Regions from separate parts of the Sus scrofa genome. Here region 2 is linked to region 1. Evidence: chromatin contacts called from public HiChIP or PLAC-seq data. All regions are on one chromosome and are shown on one strand. Each heading gives the region's core, a stretch centred on a gene start, on an enhancer-like site or on the middle of the called end of the contact. The rest is flanking DNA. Distances are from core to core; before and after follow the strand shown.

Region 1 (6,498 bases), core at 1,805-4,304:
CGAAGGGCTGGTGACATATCCTCATCAGCTCCTCTCAGATCAAAAGCACCTTAAGGGATCCAGGCTGGCTTGAGAGTTTCTGCGCTTCTGAAAGGCTGTGCGTTCTGATGACTCCAGGGAGTCACAGGCGAGTCACTGCATCCCCATCTTAATGGACTCGGGCTTCAAACGGGCAACCCGTGTAGAGAGACCCTTGCAAAATGATTTTCTATGTGTGAGTTACGGCCCAGCCCCTCGAAATGCTTTGGAGCATTTGAGCCATAATCTCTGGCTTGTTTCCTGAATAGCCCAGCTGCTGACAGGTGGGAAGATTTCTGGTGGCACCAGAATGATTTCTCCAACATCTCAGAGAGGCGGCTGTGCATAGGTCTAGCTTCCCCCAGGTGTCCGATCTGAGTAATCCGATCGTGGCACCCATGCCAGCGAGGGCCGAAGAAATCACCTCCACCTTCTGCGGGTCAGAACATGGGGCTTGGGGAGGGAAAGTCCGAGATTGTACAAGTCAGGAGCTAAGTTGGGACCAGGCCCCTGACCCCTGTTCAGAGGGTGGTACCCATGAACCCTGACATTGCATCCAACGGGTACTTCCTCTGCTCTCACGGCTCTTACAAAGCGATGTGCATGGCCAGGCGAGGGAAGTGAGGCCACCGGGATGCCCAGCGGGGCCACCATTCACAGAGTGGTCTACAAATCGGGTGACTTCTGGAATTATGCAATGCACAGCCGGAGGGGCTGGGCATGTTGCCCGTGCTTGGAAGGGCAGCTGTGACCTGGCCCCATGTAGACACCCCCACATCAAAGGGTTCCAAACAGGCTACAAATGGATCTAGTGAAGATGCCCCTGGAGATGACAAAGCCTACGGGATCAGAACTCCGGCCAGGCTCTTTGGAGCAGAGCTGGACTGGCCTGAGGTAGGATCCAGGCCCTCCTCATGTCGGAGAAGAGGAAGTTGGCCCAAAGTGGGAAGTGGTTTTTGCCCAGAGTCACTCAGAGCATCACTGGCAGAGCCAGGGTGGGACCCGGGGCTTCTGGATGAGAGGCCTGTACACCCTCCCACGGTGCTTGAGGCGGTAGCAAGAACAATGCTCTCGGGAAGGCACAGTGCTGCTGGGGGCTGCTAAGTGCACAGGCTGGTGGCCAGCCCAGAGGTCACCTCCAGTGAGCTGCGCAAAAGGGGAACGTTTGTGACTGCGTACGCAGACCCCCTCTCTGAACCCAGAGGGGGCATTTCAGCTCTCTCTCCATCTCTCTCTCTCTCTCTCTCTCTCTCTCTCTCACACACACACACACACACACACACACACACACACACACACACTGCTGCTCATCTGCAGCTCCTCTTTCTCTGGGAACCAGTGTTCTTCGCTCCTCATGGTACGTAGGGAATATTCTTAAATCCAGCCACCCCAAGACTCTCCTGATCCTGCCTTCAAGCTGACGCCGAGTTCAGAGGTGTTGCTGGATCTCACCTGTGGTTGCAGGTGGGGCTGGCAGGGACATGTTCTGGAAAACTGGGCAACCAGAAGTGGTCCCTGAGGATCCAGGAACCAGGGTTGCCTCCTCCTCCGGTGAGGTCCTGAAACACCCCTGAACCACCCTCTGCACCTCCAGCTCCTCCTCCCGAATCCATGCTCTGCTTTTGGGTCCAAATCGCACTTCTTCCTCCCTTGTCTGAGCCCTGCCGGGAAGCTCCTTGGGGCTGAACCTGCAGAGTCAGGATGGAGCCTCAAACCGGAAGTAGAGCTGTGAGTCGGGGGAGCTGCTGCGTGTCCCCCCACTTCCCACCTGCACCTGGGACCTGCAGAGCCACACCTGGTCCCCGTGCACATGGTCAGCCCTGGACCACGGGCTCCCGGGGGTGCAAACGCCACCTTGGCCTCAGACCCCCACAGGGACGTCTTGCTCCTCACTCCTGCTCCAGGAATTGAATCTGTCACTGGGTGAAGGGACCCTGAGCGGTGAAGGGACATTGATTCCTCAATCCTGCCCGGCAGACCTCATCCACATGAGCCGAATTCTCGAGTTTTTGCTGGCACGGATCGTGGTTGCAGTTTTGGAAATTAAGCGATGCACCTTTCTATCGCTTCATTATAACCTGGAACGAGGGCCCGGGGAGCTCAGCGCCAGTGTTGAAAGTTACAAGGCTGTGGAGGACGAGGGGCTGGCATGATGGGTGTTGACGGACCCGCTGTTCTGTGCCAGCCTCTGTGCCATGCTGCCCTGGAGGTGGCAGGCTCCTCAGCTTCTCAGGCGGCAGGTGAGGACCGAGGAAGTCCGACACCCCCAACCCAGGCCACGTGCGGGGGCAGGTCTCTGGGGTGATTCTCCTCCGCTCGGCCCGTCCCATGCTCTGGGGGAGAACATAGCAGAGCACAGCGGCGGTGCCTGCTGTTCAGACACCCGGGGAAGCCCGGCCAGCAGCGCCTGAGCCTGGACCGTGGCTGGAAAAACACTCTGACAAGTACAGTAGCCACCTGACCACGTGACAGCTCTCTCTCTCTCTCCAAACGTGAGCTTTCCCTCGCGGCCTCCACTCAGGCAGCTGACCTGCCAGCCTGTGCTTCCGGTTCTTCTTTCGCTGCACCACGATCCCCCTGCCTGGGTCTCCGTCAGGCCTCCGTGGGTCTGCCTTCAGCCGCCTCCAGAGACAGGAGGCGGGCAGGTCGTCCCCCTCCCAGCCCAGGCAATGAAAGGGCCTTGCGTTGATGGAGTGGCTGCTCGGAGCCAGGCAAGCGGATAATTTTGTAATTTCACCTGCCAAGCTTAGTACTGCTCCCTTTTACAGATGGGGAGACTGAGGCCACATCCCAGGGAGCCGTCTCCTGAGAGGTCCCCCAGCCCTGGGCTCTGCCCTCTGGCTCCTGCCCTTCCCCCTCCAAGGCCCTGTGGGTGTGAGCGACACACAAGGTTTGGTGCTGGAAAGAGGGATGGGAACACGGTCCGTGAGAAGGGCCTGGGAGTGCCCCAGATGCCTGGTGCAGAGAAGGTGCCCAGTGGAGGCGGCCCCTCCCTCCAGGCCTGGGCTTAGTGCCAAGGTTTGTTTGAAGCATCACCCAGCGCCGAGCGCCAGGCGCTATGTGACAGAAGGGCAGAGACAGTACAAATGTTGGTTGTGTGTTGGGGGCAGGAGTGCTAAGTGTGCCTGGGCTCCGAGAGGCCGGGGAGCGGGAAGGGGGAGGGGGGAAGGGCACATGTGGAAAAGCCAAGAATAGCAGCCAGCCCGCGCTCCAGCGGGGAGGAGACCTGATCCCACCGCGCCGAGCAGAGGCTGCTGGGAGGAAGCGGAGGCAGCTGCTGGAGCCCAGGGGCTCTCCAGCACCCGGCAGTTCCTCTCGTGTAGAAGCCAAGGTACGGATGTGGTTTCCAACTCTCTGGAGGCCCCTGAAGACATGCATCCTGGCCGCATGCGTGCTTGATTTAGAGATAAGCACCGGTCTGGACCCAGCGAGGGAGGGAGGGCGGCCTCGCCCAGAACCCTGATCTCCCTGTCGCCGGGCAGTTTCCTCCAGTGACCCCGGCTGCCTGGGCCCGTCCCTTCCCTGCCCTCCATCCACTGCCCGCATCATGCTGCTGCTTCCAGCCTGGCCTGGATGGAGCCCCTGCCCGCTGAGCCCTGATGGCCCGAGTCTGTGTAATGGCTACAGCCAGGCCCTCCGCCTCTCCATGCTCTGGGAGGTCTTAGGACTGGAAGAATGTGGCAGGAGGTACACCTGAGGCACCCGCCTGCCTCTGTCCTTTTTTTTGGTGCCCCTGCATCCCCCTGCTCACGGCTGGCTCATCCCTGCACCCCGGTCCGGCCGGTCGGCTCCCCTTCAAAGGGCACAGAGTTCCACCTGCTCCGGCCTGGGACTCCACCAAAGCCTCCGCCCAGCCTCGCCTCCGGCTCCTCTGCGCTCCCCCGGTCATGTTTTCTCCTTTTATCGGGCTCATCTCCTCGTGCACCTGCCTTCCTCACCCAACATCTTGTGGCCTCACAGACAGAGCCGTGTCCTGCTGAGCTTGTCACCTCTGCACATCTCCCACGGGCCCCTGTAAATTAGACATCTCACACCCCCGTTGCCCACCTCCCCTCCCTCATGCTGACCAAGACCACAAACGTGAAAGGGCAAGCTCCAGTGTGAGCTGTGGCCTACGACACAGGACCAAGGACAGGGCAGTGGAGGGCAAGCCTAGGACAGCAGGGACAAAGGAAGGCGGGGGCAGGCCCTGCTGACTGCCGGCCATGGGGATCTACCCTGGGACAGCAGGCTGCCTCACTGGCCTGGGCTCAGCGTTCCCCAGCCTGGGAGGTGACCCTGGGCCCAGGGAGGGTGGGGACAGGCCTCACCGTCACTTGGAGACCAGAACACATGTGGGGGAGCAGACACCTCCCAGGGCCCGTGGGTTTCATGCTAAGCTGCAGGTGCCTCTGGATCGGGTCTGGCACACACCTGGCTGACGTCACGTCTCTCCTTCACAGAGGCTGCATTTGGCCACATCAGCCCCAAAGCAAAGACACCTGCCAGCGAGTGCATTGGAGGAGGCAGGTGGCGGCAGTGATCCAGCCCCATCCCCGCAGCAGCTGCCCCTTCCATCCCAGGGGCTGCGCACCTGTCAGGTTATTACTGCGGCAGCACGGAGACCCCACCTCGTGACGTCAGGCTGTTAGTGCAGGACTTCTGCTGAGTCACTGGGGCACGTCGTCAGCATCAAGCCCAGGGTTTGCCACTTGCTCGGGATGTAGTGATGCTTATCGCGTGAATAAATGAAAGAAAGCATGCAGGAGTGGCGTCTCTCCACCACGGTCACACTTCTGACCGTATCAGCCGGGAGTGTGCCCAGCGAAGCGGTGACGGCAGGACAGGTGACATGTGGTGGGAACAGCACCTGGAGACCTCTGCTTCTTCGTCCCGTGCCTGTTTGGGACCTTGTGCCTCGTTGTCATGCACACGGAAGCTGTGCGAGCACCATGGCGCATTTCTTCAATTCTAGTTCTCCTTAATCAGATATCATCATTTGTGAGTGTAATTTTCTTTTATAAATATGAACACAAGTCATGTTTTAATACTGTGAGAGAGAGATTTAATACTACGAAACAGATTTTCCTGTTAAAAACAATTAAGTGATTTCAGTTCCAAAACACATTCATAGTACCTAAAAAAAAAACAAATAGAGAAATTCTGAAAAACTACCTTCAGCGATCAACAGCCTTCTCGCGATCGTCTGCCGCCTTTACAATCTGTTTTTTCCCACCCACAACCTCACTCCGCTCCGCTCCGCCCGTCATGTGGGTTCTGTCCTCCTCATTTCACCAAGAAGATGCTACGAACGCTCAAAACCTAAGCTGCAAGGTCACAGTTATGAGCACACGGGCACATTCTTTCTGATGACACAAAATGGGAGGTCCCAAGCCACCTCAGGGGCAAAGGGATGGATGCCCAGGAAGGAAAATGAGAAACGGAAGAGTCAGGAGGTGACCCTGTGGCCGTGGGCAGCTGGCATCTAGCCAACTCCAGGGCTGCCATGTCCACACTATACAGTTGTGACCCTGGGAGACCAACTGACGCCCTGGAACCATCAGGAGTAACAATTCCATCCCTTCGCATCTGCTCAATAACTTCGGCTCATCTGATCCTCACTTAGGAGGAAGGAAGGTCAGGCACCTCTGACCTTTTAAAGAGGGGAAACGGAGGCCCGAGGCTGGCCCCGCCCACCCGTGGGAGCGGCGGGAAGAGGCGGGGGCCTGCGGAGAGAGTCTCCGCCCGGTGCTTCCCGGCCGAGGCCCCGCGCCTTCCAGTTCTCAGGCTCCGGCGTGGGAGTGGTCTTGAGCAAGAGGGTTTGGATGGGGCACGTTGCACAAGGGCAGCGGGGTGAAGCCACCGAGCGTCCTCCGGGCCTGCGCTGGGGACACAGTTATTGCACAGCCGAGGCCGGCCTGATAAGGAGAGATTTGCGAAGCTTCCCCGGTCGGTTTGCACACACTCGCGTTCGACCCAGTGAAGTCACTCCCTGGTGAGAGAGGAGTGAAAAGGCCCGGACCGCACCTGCTGCCTCGGCGATGGCGAGTGTGGTGCAAAGCCCAGCGGCCGGTCGGGAACGTTCCCTGTGGTCAGCGGCAGGGACGCCGACGTTAGACCACGTGGTCTGAGGGCACAGAGCCCCCGGCCCCGCCCCACCGTGTTTTCTGGGACTTTGGGCAAAGTAACTTCACCGCTCTGCGTGTTGGTTTCCACCCGTGGAAAGGCGTTATCCAGACGGCGTTTATTTCACGGGGCGCCCTGGAAGAGAAGCAGGGCGACACCTGCCCAGAGCAAGAGCCGAGGCAGAACCCGCTGGGATGCTCTCCCCGCCGGAGCTGCTGGAACCCGGGCGGGGTGTGGAGGCTCCACAAGGGGAGACGAGGCCTCTGGAGCAACCTCTACCGCTCTCTCTGCAGAATCATTTCCCGCCGCCTTGAGGTCCAGTGTGATTGATGGAAGGATTTCGGGGCGCGCCGCAGCGGAATGACTCACCTCCCA
Region 2 (6,498 bases), core at 1,196-3,695, 80 kb before region 1:
AGTTTCTAAAACTGCCTTCAACTCTCTTCCTGAAACAGGAGAGAAGAAAACCAGACCATCTAACTCAGTCACACGTTTCTGGTCTTAAGCTTTAGCAGACTTTGAGACCAGGAAGCCACTGTTGTTTTTTTTTTTTTTTTTTTTTTTTTTTTCTCATTGTAAAAAAGGTATAAACACATATGTTCATGGTAAGTTTTGAAACCAGAGACATACCATCAATCCCAAATTATATAGGATTTTTTGACATGTGACATCATTATTTGTATCTGTGCCTACAGATTATTTGTAACATATTTTGTATATTCCAGGCTAAAAGCAAGTGACCTTCCTGTCAGAGATATTTGTGACAGTTTAAATAGTAAGCCACATCCCAAATATTCTAATTTGTCACAGAAACAGTTCCAACACACCTAATAAGAATAATACTTGAATTGTTACATAAAAAATCCCACATAAAATCAGTCCAAAGAACCTCACTCAACTAACATCTTCAGACAAAGAAATGAATTCAAGAGGCTCAAACCGTTTCCTGCAGGTTTCACTCTTCCCCTAACTCATAACCAAAGCGAACCATCCTTAAAATCATTTAAATTTCCACCAAAGTTTAAATATTATGTATATCAAATATTTTCCACTTGCTTTTTTTTTTTTTCACTTTGAATAGAAGTTGATCTAACTGGTAAGGAGATTCTTCTTCAATATCAATTTAAACCCCTTTCCGGATTTTAAAACAAGGTACCTCAAAGCTGGCATATGCCGTGGGGGATTAAGGTGGGGAATTTTGAACGTGGAGCTCAGGGAGGCACATGGCTTTGAAATTCACTTCCCAGGGCTGCAGTCCAGAGAGAATGGAAACTGCATGTGAAAGCTCTGCCTGATGAGACCCGGGCGCGCGGGGACCCTTTCTGCTCCCCAGATGCCACACGTCGTGCCTCCACACGAGACGAAAAAACAATCACACCTCCACGAGAGCTCTCGGGAAGCACCAAAGACCCTTGACCAATTTTCAAACACATTTCAAATACAGTCGCAAGTAACCTCACTCCTTTTCACAGAGGGGTTTCGTAACCTGAGAGCCAAAACTGCGGTCAGCAAAAGTCCTACCAACTTCTCAAACCGGGATAATTCCTATTTTGCAGAAAGCAAGTTCGGACTCGATCTAATTATTTTCCAGTATAAGCAAAACGCTCTCACGTCAAAAGTAAGACAAGCCAGCTCTGTATGAATGACTTTACAAAGGCTGACTTCCGTGATCTCACTATATAAGCGCATATCGATTTAAACAGGACCAACAGCTACAACGTCCTCTGCACAGAGGCAGCCGGACAGCTCAGAAGTGCCCCGCGGCCGGCCTGGTCCTGCACCTGTGGGCACAGCGCGACGTGGCCCAGGCTTTGGCAAGTCCACGCTATCTCTGTCCCCAGAAAGGAGAGGCTGATCCGAGCGAAATCAGGAGTTACAAATTGGACCGTCCCGTCTTTTGCTTTCTTTCCCCTTCTCTCTCTTTCTTTGAATCCAAGTTTTCCGATGGAAATTCAATTTGAAAACACTCACGTGGATTTGTGCCTCGCACTTTGAGGGGGGTCCAAGATTGATCCTCGGGCGCGAAGAACACCCTCTGAGCCTGGCTCGCCGGTCGGCCGCCTTGCCGCGGCCAAGCGTCCGGCCCGGGCTCGGCTGCGCTCCGCCGGGACCCAGGGACCTTCGCCGCAGTGGCCGCCCTGGGCGCGGGCCGCGCAGGCACTTGTTAGAGCGCCCGGCTAACTCGGCCGCCCAGCTCTTCCCAGCTTTCTTTCACAATGACTTCCTGAAGTTGCTCACTCGCATTGTTCCCCATTTCTCCGCCGCGCTCCCCACCCCCCGCCCGCTGCGCCCAGCCGGCGCTTTCGCACTCGCAGCCGGCGGCCGTCCCGCGCGCACAGCGCCGCCCACGGGCCGCGCACCTGGGTCCCCGCGCCGCGCCCCCGCGGCCAGCGCTCCGCCACCTGCGGCCGCCCGCCCCGAGCGCCGGGGACCCGAGCGCGCGCCCGCCGCCCGCGCTGCGCAAAGTTTGGGGCTGCGCGCCACGCGGGTCCCGGCGCCACCTGCTCCGCCGCCGCGTCGCCCGGCGCACACGCTCCAGCCCGCGGCGGGCTCGCCGCTCCCAGCGCCTGGCGGGACCAGCGCGGGGCTTGGACAGGGACTGGGGCCGGGCGGGGACTCGGAGCGGGGCTTGGAGAGGGACGGAGAGCGAGGCGCGCCGCCCCCGCCGCCGGTCGCCCGCTCGCGCCGCGGCGTCCCGACCGCAACTCCGGGGCCGCGCGCACAAACTTTGCCGCCACGCGGGGCTGGACCCCGGCCCCCGCGGGCCCCCGGGACGGCGGCGGGCGCGGGCCGTACCTGCTGGCGCCGCTGCCGGCTGCAGCCCGCTCCCCCGCGCCGGGCCCGCAGGGCGCGCCGCCGCCACCCCCGCGCGCAGCGCGCCCCGGCCCTCCCCTCCCCGCCGCGCTTCCTCATTCCAGCGCCGCATCGCGCCCGCGGCTCCGCGCGGCCACTGGTGGCCGGCGCTCAGGCGTCCCGGGCCGGGCGGTGGATCTGCCACCGCGCAGCGGGACCTGCGCTTAACCCTTGGCGGCCCGGCGCGGACCACGCTTGCGAGGCCGCCGGAACGGCGGCGCACTCCCGGGGACCCTCAACCCTGTGTCCCGGGCCGCTCGACGGGGCACCCGTCGGGCGGACTCAGGGTCCTGTGAAGCACTTTCCCCAGCGTCTAGGGACGTCCTCCGCCCTCCAGGCCTCGCTTCCTTCGAACTGGGACCACCAGGCTCCCAGATCCTGGCTGAGACCCCGGATTACGAGTGCCCAGCCGAGAGGGGTGGGAAAAGTTGATCCTCCGCAAGTGAGGGGAAGGTACAGTTCACTTCCCAGACAGCCAATGGAATACCTCCCGTCTCTTCCCTCCCACCTGCTCCGGCAGAAGTTGGGATCGCGCCTTCCCTCTCGGCCCAGGCGCGCACGCGGGTGGAAAGGGCGGCGGCGGCGGCACGCCGGGCAAACCTGCAGCCCCGCGCCAGGCTCTTTGCGCCTCAGCCTCTCCCTCCGTGAGGCCCGAAGCGCGAGTGGAAGGCGCTGTGGATGAATTCAAAGGGCAGGGCGGCCTCTGACAGCGCACCTCTTCGCGCTCCGCCAGGAATCCATCACTGTGATTAAGCGGGCCCCACCCGAGCAGGAGCCGGCGACAGTGTTCAATAGGAGCAGAAGAGCAAGAGTCAGGAATTCTACAGATTCGTCCTGAGCCCCCGCAGGCGACAGAGGAGGGACTGAGTTGCAGGAGGCAAAGCCCTTGCTCTTCAAGTCTTGCACCAGGCGCAGGGAGGGCGCAGACATATGCCTCCGCGCCCCTCTGAGCAGGACAGACCCGATTGTGCTGGGAAGAGTGAGGAAGGGCGCTGGGGACCTCGAGGGGGGAGGCAGTTCAGGTCTTTCGAGGGGAGAGAAGTGTCTGCTGGGGAGAAGGGACAGGCAGCTGGGTGTGGCCAGGAAAGGCTGTGGCCTAAGGAGGAGACTGGTGGCAGGACCAGTACCCCGTCGACAGGCTGCTCCTCTGCCATTCCTGGGAAAAGTCTCTTCTCCGCTCCATGAGCTACAAACAGCACCTGCCAAATTCTTCCTGGGCCACTGAAGCCAGTGGCTACCATGCGTCCTGAAAGTCTGTGGGCGCCACTTAACTCCCTGCTTAAAGCCCAGAGGAGGCAGGTCTAGTAAAAGGATCATCATGGACTCAACTCCCAGTCCTTCCCTCACCTGTGACCTGGGCCACGTTATGGAACCTCTCTGAACCCCCATCATCTTTATCTGCAAAAGGAGTGAGTGCCACTTCACCCTAAAGATGGTCAAGGCTAAATGAGGCAGTGAACACAGGGCACAAGGCCCAAAGGGAGGCTGACAGCCAGGGTCACAGCACACCTCGAATACTTGGAAGAATGCCGCACCCTCAGCCCCAAAGGCTTGGCTCTTTCAATGTGGTGCATGGGCCCCAGGAGTGTGAGTCCAGGACTCCGACGACCTCATCCAGCCAAGGCAAAGCCTCCTGGGGCAGAAGAGCATGAGGCCAGGAGCCCAAACCATTTGGGCTGTGTGGTCTTGATTTCCGAGATGCTTAACCTCTCTATGCCTCAGTTTCCCCATCTATAAATCGATGGTAATGATAAAAGTTACCTTACACGATTGTTGGTGGATAAAGTAGATCCCATGTGGAAGCTCTTGCGGTATGCCTAGCAGAGCAGAGGGCTCAGTGAGTAGTGATTATTATTTAGTATTAATCACACTATGATTAACCCAGCCTCTTATTGAGACGGGGAGCAAGCTGAGAAGAAGTAGGCTCATGTCCTGCTCCAAACAGATGGGGCAGAAGGAACTCCTTTTGTAACCTGGGTCTGCGGACAGACTCTATGGGGCCAGAGGGGACACTTCTATCAGAAGTTAAAGCTATTTAAGTTCCTGCTGTAGCACAGTGAGTGAAGAACCTGGCTGCAGAGACTCAGGTTGCTGTGGAGGTGAGGGTTCGATCCCTGATCTGGTGCAGTGGCTTAAAGGTGCTGCTGAAGCTACGCAGGTCGCAGCTGAGGCCCAGATTCAATCCGGGAACTTCCATATGCCATGGGTGCAGCCATAAAAAAAAATCGAAAGAACCTGAAGCCACTAGAAACAACAATAAATGCACATTGGCGGATCTATATAAGGGTAGAGGTAACAAAAACCAGGATTATTATGAGACTATTTGAAACCATGTCTGCGGAACTTTTGAAAATGGTGGAGCATTGTGAAATTTAAAGAATCATTCAATACAAAATAAGTTTAAAATGATAATTTTTTTAAAGCACATTGGAGGAGAACACATACCTGTGGAAATTAAAGCAGGTGTGCTCCTTCAAAAAATGATAGGTCTCAAGTCATTTGGTGTCTTTAGGAGAATGCGTACATAGCTGTTTCCGTAGTGCTAGGGTGTTGACAATCGCTTAGAGTATTCTGACAATAATTGCTTCATTCCAATCTTTTTTTTTCTTTTGGGATGATCATATCAAAAGAATAGAGAACACCTATAGAATTAATCAAAATCTACTAATTCAGAGCTTACCGTAATGAGGGAGTCCACTTGAGAAACTGTTAAAGAGCCACAACATGAGTATCCTTTTACCTCCAGCAGTTGGGAAACTGCAAGTATGTTGTTAAATAACAGGAAAAGTTTTTGTAAAAAACCCCGAAATTCTATTATCTTCCTGTAGTGTGAAACTAACACAGAACACTTGTGGTTTCACCTGAAAAGGGTCACCAGCTTGAGGAGAAAGACCAAGGGCATGGGTGAAGCTTCTGCCACAAGGACCCTGCTGCTTTGGTTTCTTTTCCTCAGCTTTTATGGTCTCCAGCTTCTGCTTCTTCTGTTTTTGAAAAACCAAAGGTTTCCAGCCTGGAGCAAGGTCCTAGACCTTTTTTCTTGGGTCTCACTTCTTGGTTTGGGCAGGTTTGGCTTTTTCTAAGCACCAACCACTGTCTCGCACCTGCTTCTGGAAGCGAAGGACCAGGATGCTGGAGGCCAGGGCAGGGCAGGGAGAGCTTCAGAGCCAGGATTATGCAGCTGGCCGAGCCTGGCTGGGAAATGCCTTCAGACCCAGAAGGGGACCCCTCAAGGGGCACTGTGTCCTCTCCAGAGACTCAGTGGCCCCAGCTTTGAAGCCCATAGCACTTCAGTGCTGTGGCTAATCACTCACATCCCTGGCTCTGGGTCTTGAATCACAGATGTGATACAGCTGAGTGTCACATCTTCCCCACTTTAATAATTCTTTCACTTCATTCCCTTTGGTGTTTGTAAGAAGAGCACACTTAGACTCTCAGAATCAGTGACTTTTAGTCAACAGCATGAGGTTAGAAGAAATTGAAAAGCAAACTGAGTCAGATGTAGTGACTTGGAGAAGAGAGTCACCCAAAAGCTTTCTGATGAAAGGGTTTTGAAACTGTTAGTGTGTGTGTGTGTGTGTGTGTGTGTGTGTGTGTGTGTGCGTGTGCGTGTGTGTGTGTGTGTGTAAAAGAAAAGTAGATATTGATCTGACCTGAACAGATCAGAATAAAGAAAACCAAAGAGGTGGGTGTCACCTCAGTCAATTGTGCGGTGTAGCATCGAGGTTGGAACGCTGTTTCTGGAGGTATCGCCCCTGCATTTCTTCATTTCTTCAAAGAGCGCGTGTCCACTGAGCACCTGCCTTTGCAGGGGACAGATGAGAGACAGGTAGTCCCAAGAAAGCATAGGACGTGATCCCACCCCCTCAGGGTCTCCCACTGCTAATCCAGAAAAGTCGAAACAACTGTATCCTGATGTGAAACGTGCCGCAGTGAATGTGGCCCCCAAGCCTGTGGAGCGCAGAGGGTGGGGCCCCGAGCCGTGCTGGGACTGGGGAGCTTGGTGCTTCGCCTGGAGGAAAGTGGGGAGTGTAGGAAACACTGGTCTTCTCCCCCTGCCAGGAC

Evidence for each region. HiChIP or PLAC-seq counts read pairs in DNA pulled down with a chosen protein or histone mark.
Region 2: a contact with region 1 is called in an H3K27ac HiChIP or PLAC-seq map of alveolar macrophages. The contact joins the promoter of IKZF1 here to the enhancer-like site in region 1. A contact is called at or near these places in 7 of 47 Hi-C or Micro-C datasets (alveolar macrophages, blood, embryonic fibroblasts and 2 more) and 1 of 2 datasets of contacts at active chromatin or transcription factors (alveolar macrophages).

The regions. Positions count from the first base shown.
Region 1 is chr9:136,288,292-136,294,789 of Sscrofa11.1, reverse strand. No RefSeq gene overlaps it. Among named protein-coding and RNA genes, the nearest start is that of IKZF1, 81 kb to the left of the region's middle. Within about 2 kb of position 3,054, at least 23 of the 83 cell types and tissues checked have an H3K27ac peak or open chromatin away from gene starts, as enhancers often do. A contact at or near this core is called in alveolar macrophages and skeletal muscle, where this site is marked.
Region 2 is chr9:136,368,149-136,374,646 of Sscrofa11.1, reverse strand. It overlaps IKZF1 (DNA-binding protein Ikaros), which reads right to left and starts at 2,445. Exons shown (of 9, transcript XM_021063913.1): 1 at 2,380-2,445.